Linked DNA regions of Xenopus laevis: region 2 is linked to region 1. A link is a contact called in public Hi-C data. All regions are on one chromosome and are shown on one strand. Each heading gives the region's core, a stretch centred on a gene start, on an enhancer-like site or on the middle of the called end of the contact. The rest is flanking DNA. Distances are from core to core; before and after follow the strand shown.

Region 1 (5,585 bases), core at 1,503-4,002:
ACAGTATAGGTATGGGAGCTTTTATACTGAATGATTGTAAATTGAGCTTTTCCACATTGCATCTTTCTATACTGAGCACCAAAGGAAAACTACCCCCAAAATTAATATTTAACATCAGATAGTTTATATCATATTAAGTGGCCTATTACCAACCTGGAATATAGATATCAGTAAATATTGCCCTTTTACATATTTTCCCTTGAGCCACCATTTTATGATATTCTCTGTGCTGCCTCAGAGATCACCTGACCAGAAATAACACAGCTCTAACTGTAATAGGAAGAAGCGTGGAAGCAAAAGACAGAATGTTGTCCATTAATTTGATCATATGACCTAACATGTATGTGTGTCCTTGGTTTATTTGGGTGCACCATGAATCGTAGGATCCCAGGGGGTGGCCCTTTGTTCTTAAAATGGCAGTTTTCTATTTAGGATGACACCTACTATTAAAAATGTATATTTTTATGAAAATGATTCATGTACATGAAGCAGGGTTTTACAGATGATCTGTTTTATTCAATATATTATAGAGACCTACATTGTTTGTGGGTATGGTTTTCCTTTAAAGGAGAAGGAAAGGGTATACTTAAATAGCCTTCTAACAAAAGTCTTTTGCGCATAGAACTTACTGAGAGTTTGCAAATTTTCTTCCCTGGTCTGATGTGTAAGCAGCAATGCTCTCCTTAGACTGCATTGTGTGACGTCGCTCTTTTCAAAGCCATCTTCCGCTCGGCTTGATGCGCATAGGCATAATTTATTTGTAGTGCGCATGTCCTTGGGGCGTCGCGCTCCGGGGTAAACTGTTTTATTTTGGGGCGCATGCGCATTAAGAAGAAAGAAGTAGCCGTCGCAACCTTACTAATATGGCGCCTGCCTGGCTATATATGCGAACAAGGACATCGATTTTACAAGATTTGACTGACATATGAGCATTTTTAGAATAGAGTTTCAGGAGGTCTGGGGGAGTACAATTAAAGGAGAAAGGTATAGTTTTTTTCCTTTCCTTCTCCTTTAAGACTACAGCTTCCACTTATTTCAACAGTGCCAACTTTAGGACACAGTATCACACAACTATTCACAGTGCCTGCAGGCCCAGGTGCCATGCTTTTTATTGTGCAGGTAGGAAGTTGTTTGTGTCTCTGTGTAGTAAAAATGCCAAGGCCTATTTTGAATCCCAGTCTGAACCTGTGGCACACCAGAAGTCAGTTTATTGCCCCTTCTTTTCTACTGGTGCTTGTGGCAAACGTATGCTCCAATGGGGCTTGTATGTTTCTATAGCTCTTGTGCTATACCAGGATATTGGATTCGGGGGATAGTACTGCTTAAATACTGGAATTGTACCAGTATACCTCTAAAAAAAGTCCTTTCAAAGTGATTATAGTTTTGCCATCAGCATGAAAGTTCTGTCTTGCTATTACCAAGAATATTAAAACTCACTAAAAATAAATAAATATAAATTGCTTCTTTAAACAAGATACTATGGGGAACGGCATTCCTGTTGTAGGAGCTTTCTGGATAATGGGTTTGTGGAAGTTAAAACCCCTCTACAGGGAAGGATTTAAGTCTTTATCTTTATATAGCTGGCCATAGATGCAAAGATCCGATCGTACAAATCCTCGATTCTTACGATATTTGGACCGTGTGTGGCGAGTCCCGACATTTTTCGTCCCACTGAGTCGTTTGGTCGATTGGACAGGTTAAAAGATTTCTGTCGGCTGCGGGTAATTTCTCTGTATGTATTGCCAATCGTACGATTTTCAGAGGGAGAATGTCACTAGTCGAACATAACTTTCATACAATTGCTGTCAGGGGCAGAACATCGGCTGATCTGTTCTTTTGTACTTGATTTGATCGGAATGGTTAGTGGCAGGTCGGGAGATGGGAAGTCCGATCGTTGGAGGATTCTCGAGCGTCTATGGCCAACTTAAGCACTATATTAGACTATATTAGACTGCTTGCTGTGCCAAGCAAACTGACTGTGTGACCCTGAAGCAGCTGCTACCCACATCACAAATGCACAAATCAAGACAGAATCCTTTATCAATTCAGATTAAAGAAACACAACAACGTACGAGCAGCTCATGAAATTGCAACATAAGATGCCATAGGTCACTTGGTTTATTGACTTTTCTGTTTCAAACCAATGGTTCTTGGGTATGTTTCCACGGCCTTTCCTGTCACACGCCTGGGTTCACACTACATAAAATCATTCCAACAATTCTCAGTGTTACTCCAGGGCGCCTGGTTCTATGGATCTTGCCCATACTCAACACCCTGCACTTCAGCCTGACAGAAAGTTGTGCAGAGGGAAGGCCCGCCCCATCCATGCGCCTCTCCCCTGATGCTTTGCCGGGGGGCACTGCTGTACAAGAGAGGGACGCTGCAGCCATACTTCCACTCGCTTGCCAGGAGGTGTGTTTACTTTGCCTGCGTATATCTCTCGCCCGGACGTGTCAGGAAAGATGTCTACTCGTACGAGGGAGGTGGCTAAGGCAGGGGGCGGGGACTCCAGCGCAATTCATTCCTACAGTTCTAGCGTCCTGCAAGGGGATTTTACATTTGTGTAATGGGCGGAGAACTCCCAACTCTATTCCCCGAGTCCCATAACGGGAAAACCCACCCCTCAGTCCTAATTGGTCCCGCCCCCATCCCTATTCTCTGCGCTTCCCAGCAGGGTTGTGCCTTGTGTGGAGAGGAGGGGGGTTCTGCGGATTTAAAGAAGTGACTTCACCTCTGAGCAGGAAACGTTACAGATCTCCCTTGGTTAATGCAGACGGCTCCCATCTGATGAAGACATGCCCCCTCAAGAACTTTCCGTGGATTACACTTCCCACTTTGCACCCCCTGTGCCACCCCACAAGCCCAAACCAGTGGCAGCGTCCTGCGGCCAGGAGCGGATCCTGAAATGCGTGCTGCTCGGAGATGGGGCGGTTGGCAAGACCAGCCTTCTAGTGAGTTACACTACTAACGGCTACCCGACCCGCTACATCCCTACGGCTTTCGATGATTTCTCAGGTAGGTTTCTGTCTTTCCGCGTGCCCCGCACACCCCCACCTCAATGGTTTGCTTCGTGGGTGTCCCACCTGCGTCCCTGGCTGCAATTCCCAGAATTCCCCGGGTGGGTTTAAGCATTGCTGTTAGTGGGGGGCGCAACATCCCTTGGCTTTTCTTTATGGAACTACAATGAGCCGTGCGCTTCTCTTCTGTCCCTGTCTGCGCATTATTTTATATCACCGTCTGACCACATGTAATAACAGCTACAATGTCTATGTCTCTATGTATTCTCCAGTACAATACATTCCTGGGCCCCCCACAAGTCATAGGCTTTGCCTTCTCTCTAGTTACACCCCTGCTTTGTACTCCTTCTGACTTTACAAGGGTTAAGCTCCCCCAGACATCTGTAACTATTTAACTAAATACGGGAATTACTTTCTACCAACCCTGGCCTTTGCCTTAGTGAGTGCGTCATTGTGCTACAGTCGCACAGACAGGCGTTTGTGTATAGCCGAGGGGCAGTGTTCCTTATCCTGTGCATAATCCGTATTCATTATGTAACCGTCCCTTATATATTGAGTGATGGTGCTTTCTGTAGCTTTTGATTTGTGCTATGTGCTTCTAACCCCCATAGACTGATATTTGTCACCAGTGTTGAACTACAACTCACTAGCTTCTTGGAAGTCTTTGGGAGCTTACAGCCATACTTTGAAGACAGTTAAACCCTAACCTGACTGCCAACTTGTTTTGTTTTGCAAATGTTCGTAGCTGGCCTTTAGCGATTTTATAAATGATAAATTAAAAAGACATTGCTGGGTTGAGAGCTGTCCTTTAGCTCAAAGACTTGTTGCTTTCAAACAGTTAATGCAGAGATCAAAGCTCGATTGTTCTCCGCTTTCTCCTCCCCTTTGAATCCGTTCTATGGAAAACAAATAGTGATATTTTTTCCTTCATTGGCTCCGCTGTGGTGGTAAATATTAACTCTGTAGAGAGCCATTTCAGTCTCCAGATCAGGAAGCACCTTACACACTAGATGATATATTATGGACTGACTGAAAATAGGATATATTTACATTTCTGTTAAACAATATCATGTTGCTGTAAGAGAGGAGCTGAACTAACTTTTTCTTTCTTTTTTTCTGCAGCCCTGGTGCAGGTCGAAAATACTCCTGTGAAACTTCAGCTCTGTGATACAGCAGGACAGGTATGAATCTAGGCCTGCATAAACTCTTCCATATTGCTATCATTTCATTGTCTTCCTTAAGGTTTTTTTTAACTTTGTTTGCATACCTTTAAAAGAATCTAATTTGCCTTCTTTGCTTCTCTCTTCAGGATGAGTTTGACAAGCTACGCCATTTCTGTTATCCAAAGACAGATGTTGTGATTCTTTGCTTCAGTGTTGTCAGCCCATCCTCCTTCCAGAATATCTCTGAAAAATGGATAACAGAGATACAGAGTCACTGTCCCAATGTGCCAGTTGTGCTAATTGGGACTCAGTGTGACCTCCGTGAAGATGTCAAAGTTCTCATTCAGCTTGCTCGGTACCAGGAGAAGCCTGTGTCTAACTCTTCTGCTAGGGCTCTTGCTGAAAAGATTGGTGCTGTAGCCTACGTGGAGTGCTCCGCTTTGACCCAAAAGAACCTTAAAGAAGTCTTTGATACAGCAATAATTTCTGGTTTGCGCTACTCAGATCTAAGGGGACAGAGAGAGAGGAAAATGGCTGCCACTGCCAACAAGATGAAAACTCTTTCAAAGGCATGGTGGAAAAAGTATGTGTGTGTCTGAGGGTAAGAACCATACTTCATGATGCACACAGAAGACCAATATGCCAGACTTTCTGCTGAAGTGTTGGCAATTAAACAACACAACCATTTTTTTCTGCAGGAAGCCAAAATTGAAGGAGAAGTGGGGAGTCTTTTTTTGCTGCCAGTTTATAGACAAAATCTCTTTTTTCATGAGAAGCAGTTAAACTTTATTTCCAACATGATCAAGATTCAAATTGTAGACTTTCTATATATTTTTCACTTGTAAGAATAAAATATGCTCGTGGGACCAATTGCTCCCTCCCAAACATCGGAACAGGAAATGCATAATCTAAAAGCAATATACACCTTCAGCTCTTGTGAACATTGGGCAGGGATTGCTGCTGTTAGTCATTACAAAGGTCGAGGCCTTGCTCCATATCAGAAAAGGAGACATTTTGCTGGTTTATTTAATCTGTCTCTTAGCTGAGGTGGATGTTATTCCAATACTGCTTCTATTTTTAGAAGCGTGCAGTATTTTAAGATATTATATTAACACTGGTGGGTGCCATGTGTCTGTGTTGTGGAGGGCTCTACACAAAAGATTATATATCCTTTTTTTATTACTGATAACCAAACTGAGGTTCTACATCTGTTTGTAAACTACAATTTCTAGCATCCCTTTAACTAGGGGTTTATAGTAAGAAAGCAGGGGGGATGTCCACCCAGTTGCTTCTAACCCCCAATTATTTTAATTTTATGTGTAACCGATTCCCTCTGCATCACAGTCCAGGCTCCATGACATAATACTCCAGTTATATCTGCTTTATAAGCAGCTGCTTGGGAGAC
Region 2 (5,585 bases), core at 1,071-3,570, 48 kb after region 1:
CAGACTTTTGTCATAATACATTAAAGTCAATGGGCGTTTTTTCTTATGGCAGACTTTTGTCATAATACATTAAAGTCAATGGGCGTTTTTTCTTATGCTTTCTTTTTTGTCCAAATGCATTAAAGTCAATGGGCATTTTTTTATCCTATTGGCATTTTTTCTTGGCTAATTTAGTTCCGTGAACAAATTCGCACATGGTGAAATTCAGAATTTCAAAGTGAATCCATGGCTGGCGAATAAATTCGCTCATCACTAAAAGTGACTAGTAATCTGCTAATTGGTTTCCCCAAAATGGAGGGGGAATACTATGGGCACGTATATTGAGCAGCATTCTTTTTGCTTATTGTGTTTATTAAGCTACATTCTTGTGTTCTCCAGTTTTAAGGGGCACATTTATAAAAATGTGAGATTATGACTCACCACAGAAAATTCATTCACTTTCTATTCACTCCTATAGGATTTTTAGAATCATATTTATCAATGGGTGAAAGTTAGTTGACCTCTAATCTTACATTTTTATAAATGTGCCCCTATAGGTAGTTAATCTGGTAAATACAGCATACAGCACAGCAATGTCTGGCAATTGATTTAAAATAGAATAAATATTATCTTTTTTTTACCTCTGACTTTGGAGACTAGGGCAAATGCCCACTTAGCCTAGCCTTAAAACCTCCCCTATTGCTATAAGCCAACAAGGCAAACTTTCCCAGACAAGTGGTATCTTGCAACTCATTACACAAGCAATAAGTAAAAATAAGCCAAGGCCTTCAATTTCTCCCTGCCTGGAGTTCAACCCCCACAAAGCCATTACACTTATAGCTTCCTCCTCAGGGAAGTAATTCAGCTAATATTTACCGAAAATAACAAAGGGAGATTCTGGTATTACTCAGTTAGGTGCATCTCATGTGTACAGATCACTGCAACGGGGATGAAAGAAACAATTTACCGGTAGTAGGGCACTTCAACTAAAAAACCATAACCATTGGTCATGTATACAATGCATATAGTGTTTTATCAAAAAGTGAAGTTAGAGATCTCCACAGTTCGCAGAGTGAAATACCGCCTCTCTCCATTCATTTCTATGGGATTTTTAAAGGCATACTTATCAATGGGTGATAGTGAAAGTTCAACATTTAATAAATACGCCTTTAAAAATTCCATAGAAATGAATTGAGAGAGGCGATATTTCACTCTGCGGACTGTGGAGATCTCTAACTTCACTCTTTGATAAATATACCCCTAAGTGTCTTTGGCACTCTGAATTATCCTACCCATTATGTAAAGTATACTACCAAGGATAATACTCCAGCATGACTAAGGGGGTTATTTACTAAGCTCTGAATACCGAAATTCCCTGAAATCCGAAAACTGTGTGAATTTTGTTTTTATAATAGGCTTTAAAAAAAAAATCACGAATTTATAAAAACATGGCATCTCAAACCTGTTGAGGTTGCATAAAAGTCAATGGGAATGGGAAAAGTCCCATTGATTTTTGTTGTGTCGGGGGTTTCGGGCAATTTCACGATGATTTTGGAGCTTTCAAGTAAAAACTCTGAAAAATTCTTAGTTTTCGGGGAAAATTAATGGAAAAATCATGAAAATCTGAGCTTTTCCCGAAAAAGTAATTTTCGGGAAAATGTAATAATAAATAAGCGTTAAAAACCCGAGTGGGTTAGATCGGAGTTTGTAGCAGCCGATACTGAGATAAATTCGGACCTTGATAAATAACCCCCTAAGTATTGTACCTATAGCTATGCATAAAATTGACAGGGACCTGCTTTATTGTGTGTCTCTAACATTGGTTACGTAATGTTTTACTAAAACTGTGTACATTAATTATATTTTGCTGTATATATATTTATTTGTATGTATTAAAATATTTGTCCCCCTATATGTACAATTACTGTATTGTTAAAATGTATACAGTCCTGATTTTATAATAGCATTATAAAGATATAAATGTACACGCAAACACAAATGGAATCTAAAACAACCATAAATTACTAAAATGGCTAAAAGTTCAGTTTTCCATTAGAGGGCCTTATTAGAGTGTGTTACTTATTCCTTCAGCTATTAGTGTCACATGTATAACTAAAGTCATCTGTTTAACACAATTCCTGTAACATAAAGGGAACAGGTAGTAATTAACTATTTTTAGCCAGATGAACAACATGTGTTCACTACTCACAACAAACGTTTTGACCTTACAGTCTAATAAAAGAAAATGAACAAAGCACAGACCTACCAGGACATTAACTACAGAGGGAGCAGACCATGAAGCTGTGGCGTCGGGGAGGGGGGGTTCAAGACATGAGGATCGTTGTAAGCATGGGCCATGTGCATGGAGGATTATCATTGCTTTTCCCGAGAGCACAAATATTTCTTGCTGAGGGCCCAAAGACTTCAAATATGCTAATGAGCCCTTTGTCTAAATTCTAGTGAAAACGTCAACCACTATCTAGGGGAGACCAAAGTAAGATTGACTGGAGCCCATTCTCTAACAAAGGTGTTGAGGTCTAACCTAGTGTAGTTAGACAATGAAAGCAACTAGCTGATTGGTTGCAGTGGTGTCTACACTAGTGTGAATTACCCCAACTTATTTTATAAAAAGTCACAGGATAATATGGGATGATTTGCATGCCCCTCCTTCTTGGTAAAATGTCTGGAAATGATTATTTTTTAAATTTTCAGAGTCCCCCTTGACCTAGACATGCTGTAAAAAAGTGGATATACATGTGATTCACCATTTCTATTTTTTCCTTCAACAAACACTGCTTTCTCCCTCTTTCAAGTAGGTTTGACAGATAATGATGTATATCCTGTATACTGTAAATAATTATATCAAGAGAAAATAATCTTGTACATTACATATAAAGCTATGCTTAAACTTACGCAAAAACTGCATGCATGTGGGCATGGGAGGCCCCTTATTTTAAAAATTTGTACAGGCCCTAAAGTTTCTGATGGTGCCCTGTATGTACATTTCCATGATGTGGTGAATACAATGGAAATGTACATACAGGGCTCATACAATGGCGAATGTCCTTGTAACTAGAAACAGTTCCCTTATAATGTTAGTAACATGCTCTAAATAGGATAATTTCTATGATTTATCTATGAGCAGATGCTAACCCTAAATGAGGTAATGCTTTGCTACGACTTATGGCTGTCTAGGGCTGTCAGCTCAGATGACTCACTTGTCTTGATCCTTGCTACCTTTAAATCTGATGTAACGAAGGTCTGTATAGGGAACAGGAGGTAAGCTGGCTTCATTCTACCATATATACAGTGGGCCTGAATGTATCCTCAAAGAACCTTAAGCTGGCGGGGTTTAGGCATCCCACGCATGAGCACACCTCAGGCATTTTAAGTTTAATCAGAGGATTAGAGATTTTCTCCTTTTAATAACTCACCTGCATTTCAAGAGGAATCCCTTTAAGTTTTCCGTTCCTCACATTAATTTGTATACAATATCTTCATACTCCCCACATTAGTGAGGGCAAAGAGGCACAGACTGCTATCCCAACAACAGTATCCAGGCAGCTTTATGTTTATGCAAAATGCATACTTCTGTAGCCAAAGACATCTCTAGCATGCATTTATGCATTTATGTACCCACCTACTTCTGTGATGAAACAAACTAGTTTAATACTCCTTCTAATGATTTTCAGCTGCCATCTTTTTCCAGTTTAATACTCCTTCTAATGATTTTCAGCTGCCATCTTTTTCAGGGGTCAGCCATGTGATTCAACAAAATAATGTTGCAGCTCATACACTGGCATACACGGTTCATCTGCAGACTAGATTTTTCAAAACAATATTCACTGTATATGGATATAGGCCAACCCACAATATGTGTAATGAAAATTCTACAGAACATGCCATTGGTACATGCATTGCCATATTGGAATCTACATTTGCAGAAGTGCTGGAGACACTAAATGACTGAATTTGTATGAGCTAATTCTGTATCAATCACAGCGCTTCACTTGATTGATCTAGGTACTTACTTTTCTATGCTACATAGAGACCTAAAATGCAAACCTGATGGGAACTTATGTGGACAGGAAGTATCTAGTGGTTAATAATTAAATTGTAAGGGGAAAGTTTGGGAAGTGGGGAAAGTGAAGTCTGTATCAGAAATCAGAGGAAATTGCTAGTCGACCTTTATTTTATATTAAATAATTTAAATTTTAAATGGATAATATGGATATTTGTTTAAGATTATTTATTTGTGCTTACATACATTGTAATTTATGTAATCCACTGCTCTAGAATAGAACATATAGGCTGCAGACATGTTGAAGAAATTCTTCTTAAAGAGGGATAAAACAATTTCAGACACGAACCAAGTCCTAAACAAATTTGTTCCGGAGGCGATTACTGACAGGTTTTATTTTGGCTCATGCTGGATGTCAATGGTGGTGCTTGTTTTGTGTGATGTTAACAACAAAGTTCATTCTGTCATGAATTGTGCTTTGTGTTATGTTAATGAACAACACTGTTTTGTGTGATCGTATAGACAAGGTTTGTTTGCTGTTGTCTTTCAGATTGTTTTTTAAAGTAGTTGGTTTTGTGTAAAAATATTGAAGGTGCTGGCTTTGTCTCACTGTATTAGTGGTGATGTAGAAGTGTGCAAAGAGAATAACAAAAATCTTGTTTAGGCTTTCGTTCTGGCTTTAAGGGAAAAGGTACTACTTGGTAGGGACATGGCATCACTAACACACACAAACACTGTAATGAACACAAAGTCTACTGAGAAGTGAAAATAAATAACACCCTGACTTGCACACACCCATTTAGGTGCCCCTTGTCCTAGACAGAAGATCATCTAATTTGTAAATCCTTTAATGTGGATAAAAAGTACAAAGTGTATGTGTGATGGAATTAGGCAACCTGCTCTTGAGCCATTAAACTGCTTTGTGAGCGCAGATCAGAGAAATTATGGGATAGTAGAGATTTGTAATACAAGTGTAGGATCCATTATCCAGAAAGCTCAAAATTACGGGAAAGCCATCTTCCATAGACTTCATTGTAATCAAATCATTCAAAATTCTTAAAAATTATTTTCCTTTTCTCTGTAATAATAAAACAGTACCTTATACTTGATCCATACTGAGATTTAATTCATCTTTATTGGAGGCAAGACAACCGAGTTGGGTTTATTTAATGTTTAAATGATTTTTCAATAGACTTATATGGTGATCCAAATTATGGAAGATCTCTTATCTGAAAACACCAGGTGCTGGGAATTCTGGATAACAGGTCCCATACCTGCAGCTACAATTATGAGCCAAAGCCTTTATTACATAATTAGAAATATATAAATTAAGCATGTGGAAATGTTAAGAGGTTTATACATCAGGTAAAAGGTATTTATTAATGGGGTTTCTTTCCATATCACTGTAATGCGCATGCTGAATAAAATATGTGCCAACAACTGTGATTTTGTTACTAGATTCAGAGAAATACAGCCAATTTGAGGACTTTGTATAGGTTTTGTTCACTGTTGCCCAAAACATAGGATGGGAAATGTCAGAGGTTACTTCTATGTTGACCCATCGCCATAACAACTGAGAGAAACT

The links. Hi-C and Micro-C count contacts between places; a contact is called where the count stands out from the background.
Region 2: a contact with region 1 is called in a Hi-C map of the XL177 cell line, with 3 times the contacts expected there. The contact joins the enhancer-like site here to the promoter of rhou.L in region 1. A contact is called at or near these places in 2 of 4 Hi-C or Micro-C datasets (the XL177 cell line and the XTC cell line).

Annotation. Positions count from the first base shown.
Region 1 is chr8L:70,055,175-70,060,759 of Xenopus_laevis_v10.1, forward strand. It overlaps rhou.L (ras homolog family member U L homeolog), which reads left to right and starts at 2,753. Exons shown (of 3, transcript NM_001094470.1): 1 at 2,753-3,015; 2 at 4,140-4,198; 3 at 4,327-5,585. The coding sequence starts at 2,796. The coding sequence ends at 4,779.
Region 2 is chr8L:70,103,536-70,109,120 of Xenopus_laevis_v10.1, forward strand. No RefSeq gene overlaps it. Among protein-coding and RNA genes, the nearest start is that of rab4b.L, 15 kb to the right of the region's middle. Within about 2 kb of position 2,321, at least 1 of the 7 cell types and tissues checked has an H3K27ac peak or open chromatin away from gene starts, as enhancers often do.